Regions from separate parts of the Rattus norvegicus genome. Here region 1 is linked to region 2. The links are chromatin contacts, called in public Hi-C maps. All regions are on one chromosome and are shown on one strand. Each heading gives the region's core, a stretch centred on a gene start, on an enhancer-like site or on the middle of the called end of the contact. The rest is flanking DNA. Distances are from core to core; before and after follow the strand shown.

Region 1 (4,344 bases), core at 1,261-3,760, 150 kb before region 2:
GGTATTCTCCACAATGAGCATAGAGTGAAATGCAGCCTAGCGCCCTGCGTTCTGTCTGTCCTAGAGAGGTTCACACACCCACAGCTGTTCTCTCTTTTCATACAAAAGAATTCTCTACCTAACTCATCCCCTGCAGAACACAGGTCCAGTCTTTTACTTTGCATATCAATCCAGTCATTTACTCCAGGTTTCCTTTTATCTTATGAGTCAGCACTCCTTGCTAGCCTCTTGATTCTTTTTTAAAAATACTTATAGATATGAGTGCATTGTAGCTGTCTTTAGACACCAGAGGAGGGCCTCACATCTCATTACAGATGGTTGTGAGCCACCATGTGGTTGCTGAGAATTGAACTCAGGACCTCAGGAAGAACAGTTAGTGCTCTTAACTGCTGAGCCATCTCTCCAGCCCTAGCCCTTTGATTCTTAAGAGATAGCAAGCACATTTTTTTTTCTTAACAGTGCAAGAGAATTCAGAGATCTGTCTGCCTTTGTTAAGCACAAACAATAAACTTGGGACAGGTAGCCATGTCATTATGTCCCCACCGGGGCCATGCTGGGCTCCACAGTTTGTTACATGCTTTTAAAACTCTTGTTTTTCTCAAGACAGAGTCTTATGTGGCCTGGCTGTTCTAGGACTCACTCCGTACACCAGGCTGGCCTTGAACTCGCAGAGATCAGCCTGCCTCTGCCTCCTGAGTGCTGGGATTGAAGACATGCATCACTATACCCGGCTGCTTTTTAAAGATTTGTTTATTACTTTAAATTATGTGTAGGTATGCGTGCCTATGTGTGGGTATGTACATGTGAGGTAGCAGTGGAGGCCAGAGGTGATGGATCCCCTGGATTTGGAGTTATACATGATTGTGAGCTGCCTGACCAGTGCTGGGAATACAACTCAAGTCCTCTAGAAGAGCAAGCACCTGCCTCCAGGCACCTTAGTTTGCTTGCTTGGTTTTTCCACCTTGTTATTTTGAGGCAGAGCCTCTCATTGGCCTAGAAATTAGTACCTAGGCTAGGGTAAGTGGAATTCCAATGGTCCACCTGCCCTCCCTCCACCTCCCCCCCAGCATCAGGATTACAAGAGCTCATCACCACATCCAGATTTTTCACATGGGTCCTCCTGCTTGTGTGGCAAGCACTATATCAACCGAGCTGTCTCTCAGCCTCAAGAAAAAAAATAATTAAGAGTTTTCTAGAGCATGCTTGCACGTGTCTATCATCCAGTACTGGGGAAGCAGAGATGGAAGGATTATACACTGGGCCACATTGTGAGAAGTCTCAAAACCACAAAAAGATTGTATATAAAAAGTAAAAATAAAAAGGTGGCTCTCGGGGGTTGGGGATTTAGCTCAGTGGTAGAGCGCTTGCCTAGCGAGCGCAAGGCCCTGGGTTCGGTCCCCAGCTCCGAAAAAAAAAAAAAGAAAAGAAAAGAAAAGAAAAGAAAAGAAAAGAAATAAAAAGGTGGCTCACTGTATAGAGCACTAGCTGCTCTCCTAGAGGATCGGGGTTTGATTCCCAGCACCCGCATGACAGACAGCTCACAACTCTCCGGTTTCAGGGGATTCCAACATTCTCTTCTGGCTTTCATGGGCACCAGGCATGCATGTGGTTCATATACATACATACATACATACATACATACATACATACATACATACATACAGGCAAGACACCATACACCTAAAAATAAATTTAAAATAAAAGAGAACTGTGGAAGAAAGGCAAAAGCCATAGAGAAATGGTTTTTGGAAATGCTAAGCCGTTAGTATGTGAGGAGAGGGTCTAAAGTCTCCAAGCATAGGAAGACGTGTGGAAAAGTTAAGGTCGATCTTCAGTAATACAAGTTGTAGTTGCTTTACCCTTTCTCTCATATCCCGTAACTCGCAAAACTCAAGAAAGTCTAATAGATGCTCTCCTGGTTTAAAGCCTCCCACATTATGTTCCATTCATCACTGAATTACTGCTTCATTGATTGTGAAGACAGGGATTGCCCTTGCACATCGTAGATGGTACCAGGTTGACAGCCCTTGTGGTGGGCAGACTACTTTTCCCCCCTACTTATTAGCATTCGTTGAGTCATTTGAGAGGTTTAGACCATACAGAGCAGGAAAAACCCTAGAGGTGAGATCAGAGAAAAGTTTCAGCGGGTTCATCCAACACCTGGGTACCACACAAGTACCACACAGACTGAGAGGGAGGGTCTCCTAGCCAATGTGATACCTGACCTGAAGAGCCCTCCATACGGAGGACTCGCTCGAGCCCCGCACTTCCTGCTCTCCCAAATTTCCTCAACCAACAGAGCGATTGCCAACTATCTAGGAATTAGGCAGCACTTTGCGCACGCTCCTGGACTAGCCACTGGACTACCACTCCCAGGAGGCACTGCGACTGATTGATAGGTCAAACGGCTAATAAACGATTATCGATGTCCCGGAGACCCAATCCTGTAGAGGAGAGGCGGGCCTTCTCGTGGGTAGCTCTTGGAGCCAGTGGGCGTCTCCGCGGCCGGGCTCCGGCCCCGCCCCTAGACTGTGCTCTAGGTTCCCGGTGTCCAGTCTCTGGAAAGGTGGGTCACCTGCAGGCTGGCGCTGGCTTCTAAGCTGCCTCAGAACTTGGCGTCGCAGGTGGCTACTGGAGCTGACACCCAACACTGCGGTGGACCTGCGTGTCCCCTTGCTGCAGCCTCGCCAGGCCGAGCTGGCTGGGCCGCCGCGGAACCGCATTCCCTACCCCTAACCACGTTGTGGCCGCGCTGTGGCCTTGGCTCTGCTTCGCTCTGAGGTACTGGATCAGGTCGGTGTCTGCCAGATGCGGGAGAGTTGGTGCGAGCTACCCGCAAGATATCTTAAACTTTCCCTGGGGATTCCTCTACCAGCCTGTTAGATCGTGTTGTGAATTTCGCCAGATACCAAAATAAAATACTCCTTCCAGTGCCCTTCTGGGACGTTATGACTTTTCTCCTTAAAAACTGACGAAAAGACCAGGAACTATCTTGTCTTCAGAGTCTGGGATAAAGACTAGCAGATGATAAAAGTATGTCTTTGTGGCCCTTCCCTAACACTTCCAAGGAGCTTCATTCCTAACATTTTTCTAGCCATCAGATTTCTCCAGAGCAATGACCCAGAAGACGTAATCAGTTCGTGATTAGAGTGACATTGTTCCCAGAGCCCCCAAGATGGCAGCTAAAATGGAAATAACTTTGAGTAACCCCACTGAGGATTCTGACAAGCAAGAGAGACACATAATAATGAAGCTGGAAGAAAAACGCACCCCCACTCAGCGAAAAGCCAGTCCTGATCCGGAGCTTTCTCGACAGAGCTTCAGACACTTTTGTTATCAAGAAGTGTCTGGGCCCCAGGAAGCGCTCTCCTGCCTTCGACAGCTCTGCAGACAGTGGCTGCGGCCTGAACTACACACTAAAGAGCAGATTTTGGAGCTCTTGGTGATGGAGCAGTTTCTGGTCATCCTACCTCCAGAGATCCAGGCACAGGTCTGGCATCGATATCCAAAGAGCAGCAGGGAGATTGTGACCCTGGTGGAAGATTTGCACACAGCGTCTAAAAAACCAAAGCAGTGGGTAAGGAGTCCTTTCTCTGCGGGTTTTAGGTAATGTCTTTGTTGTCTCACAATCCCTAGTTAGTTAGAGATTCCAGAGGACTGGATGGCTTCAAAAGTTCTTCCAGCCTGGAGGAACTTCCCTTATCCCGACCCACAAAGTCGTAACAGAGTTTCAGAAAACCGGAGCCCCTGGCACTCAGTGATGAAACAGAGGAGTAAGCTATTCCTTCATAGACCCCGGGACCGTAGCTTTAAGGAATCTCTCCTGTCAGATCTTCCCTGGCCCACATCTTGAAGCTTTGCTACAATCAGAATTCTTAGCCCACAGGTCTAGCCTGTTCCCTAAGAAACTAATTTTGGTGAAGCTCTGTGGACTGTGTTCCAGTGAAGTGCCTACCCTATTGCTTTTGAATGGGGAAGTCTCAGCTCAGTTCTCTGGTGTTACCGTCTGGCCCCACCCCCTCCCCCAAGTGAAACCCCAGCTGGAGCCACTGAGGGAAAGCAAGTGGGGCAGCCTTGTTAAAGCTGAGTATCCTGGCCCCCTCTGACAGAAAAACCAAGTAGGAATGGTTTTCAGTGGCCCCTTCCATACTGGTTCTGTTCCCACAGGGCCTATTTCTAGCAGAAGTAGAGAGGGGTGGGAGATCCAGGGAGCATTGTTCATGAGTCTGGTATTTTTGCCGGCCCTCTTTTGATGATCTTGGCCCAAGCTGTGGGCACCCACCTGGGGAGTGTGCTGGGCTGACTGTGAGGCAGCCTCATTGTTTTTGCTCTGCATGCTCTTCC
Region 2 (4,360 bases), core at 590-3,089:
CAGTGATAAAGGACATAGGTTCATCTAACTCTGTATCTGTGGAAAACCAAAAGCATCTAAGTGTAGTTAGACAGCTAATGCTATTTTATGTCATTCTTCCAGGATGTACAGAGGATGTCGTTATGGGGAGAGTCTCCAAATACAGCCTGGTTACAAGTATACTTGTTCCACAGTATATCCCAGTGCAGCACACATGACACGCAAGACATATCACACACCACACACGCATGCACACACACAACCTCCCTATATAACCCAATACATACACACACACACCTCCCTATATAACCCAATACATACATACATACACACACCTCCCTATATGACCCAATACATACATACATACACACACACCTCCCTATATAACCCAATACATACACACACACACCTCCCTATATGACCCAATACATACATACACACACCTCCCTATATAACCCAATACATACATACACACACCTCCCTATATAACCCAATACACACACACATACACACCTCCCTATATAACCTAATACATACATACATACATACACACACCTCCCTATATAACCCAATACGTATATACATATATACACACACACACCTCCCTATATAACCCAGTGGCAGAAATCTATCCATTACAAATATAGCAATACAATAATATTATAAAACTTTCCCCTACTACTTCACATGGGCTCTGTCCCCCTCCTCACTGTGTCGTCGCACATGGTTGTCACAGTGACATCTGCCACAGCTTGTAATCATTTGCAGTGTATAACACTTATTGAATGCTTATGTGTCCAGTGCTATGCTAATTGCTTTTCAAATCTTTAGCTCATTAATCCTTACGCAATCCTATACAATACAGTCTACTGTCACCTTTTCATCACAGTGAGGAATCAGTCACAAGCAGTGTAAAAGGAACCGTTCTGAAGTAGCAGGGTAAAGATTTTAGGCAATGTGGTTCCAGGGTATCAGATTCTATGTTTCTATTCACTGAATTATCTGTTAGTAAAGTTCAGCATATCAGTTAGCTATACATTTATTTACTTTGTATTTTCTTTGGGCTATCTGGTTTCCAACTTACAATAAATGCTAGGCTGTTGACTTCACGAACTGCAAAGTTTGATATAGTGGGAGGAGACTGAAGAGAAATAGTAGCAAGGAGAGGCCTGCAGTGAGAGAGAAGTCGGTTCAGTTCCCAAAGGCCGGGAACATCAGGCAAAAGCAACCTGAATTGTACGGTGCTAGATGTGTACATTTCTACGAGTCCCCACATCTCTCCTGACAATCCAGTCATAAGACTGTCCTCTCCGGTAGATGCTCCACCAATATCTGCTAAACGACATAACGGATTCCACCAGGCTTCCAGCTTCCAGAGAGTAGGGAACTCCTGCCTCCTCAGCGTCCTACTTGCCTACCAGCTCCTAGCAGGCGTCAAGGGAATGAATGGATTAAGGCGGGGTGAACCCTCCCGCTATCCTTACGGGTGCCCACGGAAGAGGACTGGGCCTGCCTGGGGAAATGTTCGACGGCCCTAAAGTCAGACAGAAGGTTCTGATCCCTGGGCTGTCCCTACCTCCCTCCGGGGAGGCGCTGCCCCTGTCTACCGAGCGCAGCTCCTGCCACCCCACCGCGGGCCGGTCAAGATCGAGGGACGTCCGGCAGAGGCTGACAGATAGACGCCTTCCGGCCTCGCAGGAGAGGGGACACCGCGGGAAGTGACAACCCCCACCACTATCACTACCACCGGGCCACTCTAGGCCTACGCCGAGCCCCTCCTACCTCCCGCTCTGCAGCCGCACCTTCTTAACGGAGAGCCGCGGGGCTGCGCTTGCGCCCTGAGGCCTGCGAGCGAAGAATGACGAGTGCGCAGGTGCAGGGTCTGCGCGTGCGCAAAACTATGTACGTGGTCCTAGCGTGGGAAGCGGGATGAGGGTCGCCTTCCGGTGTTCCACAGTGGCTAGGGCGTTTCCGGTCGGTGTGAGGCCGCACGAGCCAGGACTATAATCTGTACGCGGTGATAGCGCTCGCTGCATAAATTCTGTTAAGTGCAGAGGAAGCTTGGGATGAGGGTAGTGATGATCGCTTTTAAAGAAGTGCGGTAACGGGGAATGGCTCATCGGTTAAGAGCAGTGGCTGCTCGTCTGGAGGCCCTGAATTCAATTCCCAGTAACTACATGGTGGCTCACAGCCATCTCCAACTGTAGTCCCATAGGAATCTGATGCCCTCTTCTGGTTTGTACATGTATTTGCAGACATATGCATAAATAAATGGAAAAAAGAAAGTGGCATCCCCTAATGGGATGTGTATGTGTGGAAGAAACGCCAGATTCAGTGAGGACATTGTTCGATAATAGAATTGGGAACTGAGAGTTTGATCAGTCACTGAAAAAACACTGGGATCATTCGAAGGAGTAGACCTGGAGAGACGACCACACGTTTTGTATTCTTAAAGATATAAATTAAGGTAGTTTTGTTTGTTTGTTTGTTTGTGTTTGTTTGTTTGTTTGTTTTAAGCCAAGGATAAGATTTCTAGGGTGCGGCTGGTCCATGCTGAGGCATCCCTTCCCCTGAGCTACCAGACGTATGACGGATATCGTAATAGAGTTTATTTGGAGGCATAGAAAGGGGAATTGAGAAGGGAGTAGAGGCAGAGAAAGGGGGAGGGGAGAGGAAAGCCAGCCAGGAACACATGGAGAAAGAGGGGGAAGGAGGGGAAAGGGAATCAGGGAGAGAAGAGAGTTAAAGAAAGAGGGAAGGGGCAGAGAGAACGAGGGGGGTGGCAAACAATCCCTTTTATAACAAACCAATCCTACGTGGCTTTGCCAGGTAACTTCGGGGCAGAGCCTAGAAAGAAAGCCAACAATTGTGAAATCCTTTTAAAGTGTGTTTCAGTAGATCCTTATCCACAAGACTACCACTGTCATCGATATCAAATTCTAGATCATTTTATAGTTTCAAATAGAAACTGCTTGTTCTTGTTAACAGTCAGCTGTATTCCCCCCCCACCCCCACCCCCTAGCCCCTTGGGAATCCAAGTTTGTGTGTTTTGTGTATTTATATAAATAGGATCATAAAATATGTGGCCTCTTTTGTTTGTCCTGCATGAGTGAATATTTCACTTGTTTTTGTGGCTGAGTAACTTGTCGTAGCATATTCTACACGTGTGAGGAATGTATCTGCTCTGGGGTGACAGGGATGAAGGTTCCTTGCAATCAGAACTCTAGTGTCCAAAAGGCCTTCTGGCAGATGTATTAGGAATGAAAGGAGCTGCTGTGGAGAAAGCACTTACATCAGAACATCCTTTTTCAGATATAAGGGAAGTAGATCTGGTAAGTAAAACATTTTAAAAGGCAGGGTAAAAAGTGTAAGGATGAGGAAAAGAGGGAAGAAAGGAAAGATCTGCTGTTCGTGTTCTCGAGCCCCAAGAGACCAACCAGGAGTCGAATCTGATGTACTCACATGAGGGTTTGTTTTTTTTAAGATTTATTTATTATATATAAGTAAATTGTGACTGTCTTCAGACACACCAGAAGAGGGCATCTGACCTCATTACAGATGGTTGTGAGCCCCCATGTGGTTGCTGGGATTTGAACTCAGGACCTCTGGAAGAGCAGTCAGTGCTCTTAACCACTGAGCCATCTCTCCAGCTCCAAGGGTTTTTATTTTAAACTCTAATTTGGCCCTACTCACTTCCCACTGTGCTGCTGATGCAGCGGGTCAGAGATTTGGTGGAGAAGCCCTAAACCTTTGTTGTGCCAGGAAACATTTGTGAACCTCAAATGACCACCAGGGAGCTAATTCCGATGCAATTGCATTAGCATCTCTTTATTCAAGCTCAAGTTTGGGCACAGCAGGAAGGTGGAGCCCTGAGCCTAATTTTAGGCAAGCATTTATAGAGGCAAGAAGGGGTACCTAGCCTGGGCCACACCTGATTGGGAGGCCATTATGGCCTGTGACATAGTTGGCTGGTACTGGGAGCCAAACCATAAACTTAACTTCTCTTTTCCAACTGATTGGTGGTGGTTAGGAAGTGAAGTGTCGGGCAGGATTGTAACCTGGGGTGTGTAGACTTGTTGGGGGGAATAACCTGGAAACTGGTGCTAGGTACCAAGTGGCCTGTTGGTCAACTTGAGTTCAATCTTAGGTCTGAACCCAAAAGATTTGGTCTCTTGCCTTCACTGGGGCAGGGTTTTCTAGATGAGAGTAAGTGGGCGGTGAGGGGAGGGGTGTTCAGCCTGGGAAGCATCTAACAGGCTGACTATTGTAAGCCAACAGGTGGGTGCTCTGAGGCAAGACCATGAACAATCAAATGGTCTGAAAGTACATCTGACATAATTAGACTAATCTTTGATGGACTATTGTTAGGAGAAGTTAGGGA

The links. A called contact is a pair of places that touch in the nucleus more often than the background predicts.
Region 1: a Hi-C map of the A7r5 cell line shows a contact between it and region 2, with 6 times the contacts expected there. The contact joins the promoter of Zfp174 here to the promoter of Slx4 in region 2. A contact is called at or near these places in 9 of 12 Hi-C or Micro-C datasets (the A7r5 cell line, Schwann cells, frontal cortex and 4 more).

The regions. Positions count from the first base shown.
Region 1 is chr10:12,180,855-12,185,198 of GRCr8, reverse strand. It overlaps Zfp174 (zinc finger protein 174), which reads left to right and starts at 2,510. Exons shown (of 3, transcript NM_001421389.1): 1 at 2,510-3,577. The coding sequence starts at 3,176.
Region 2 is chr10:12,030,475-12,034,834 of GRCr8, reverse strand. Slx4 (SLX4 structure-specific endonuclease subunit) reads right to left here and starts at 1,839. Exons shown (of 15, transcript NM_001398651.1): 1 at 1,762-1,839; 2 at 1-36. It also overlaps a transcript of Dnase1 not described here.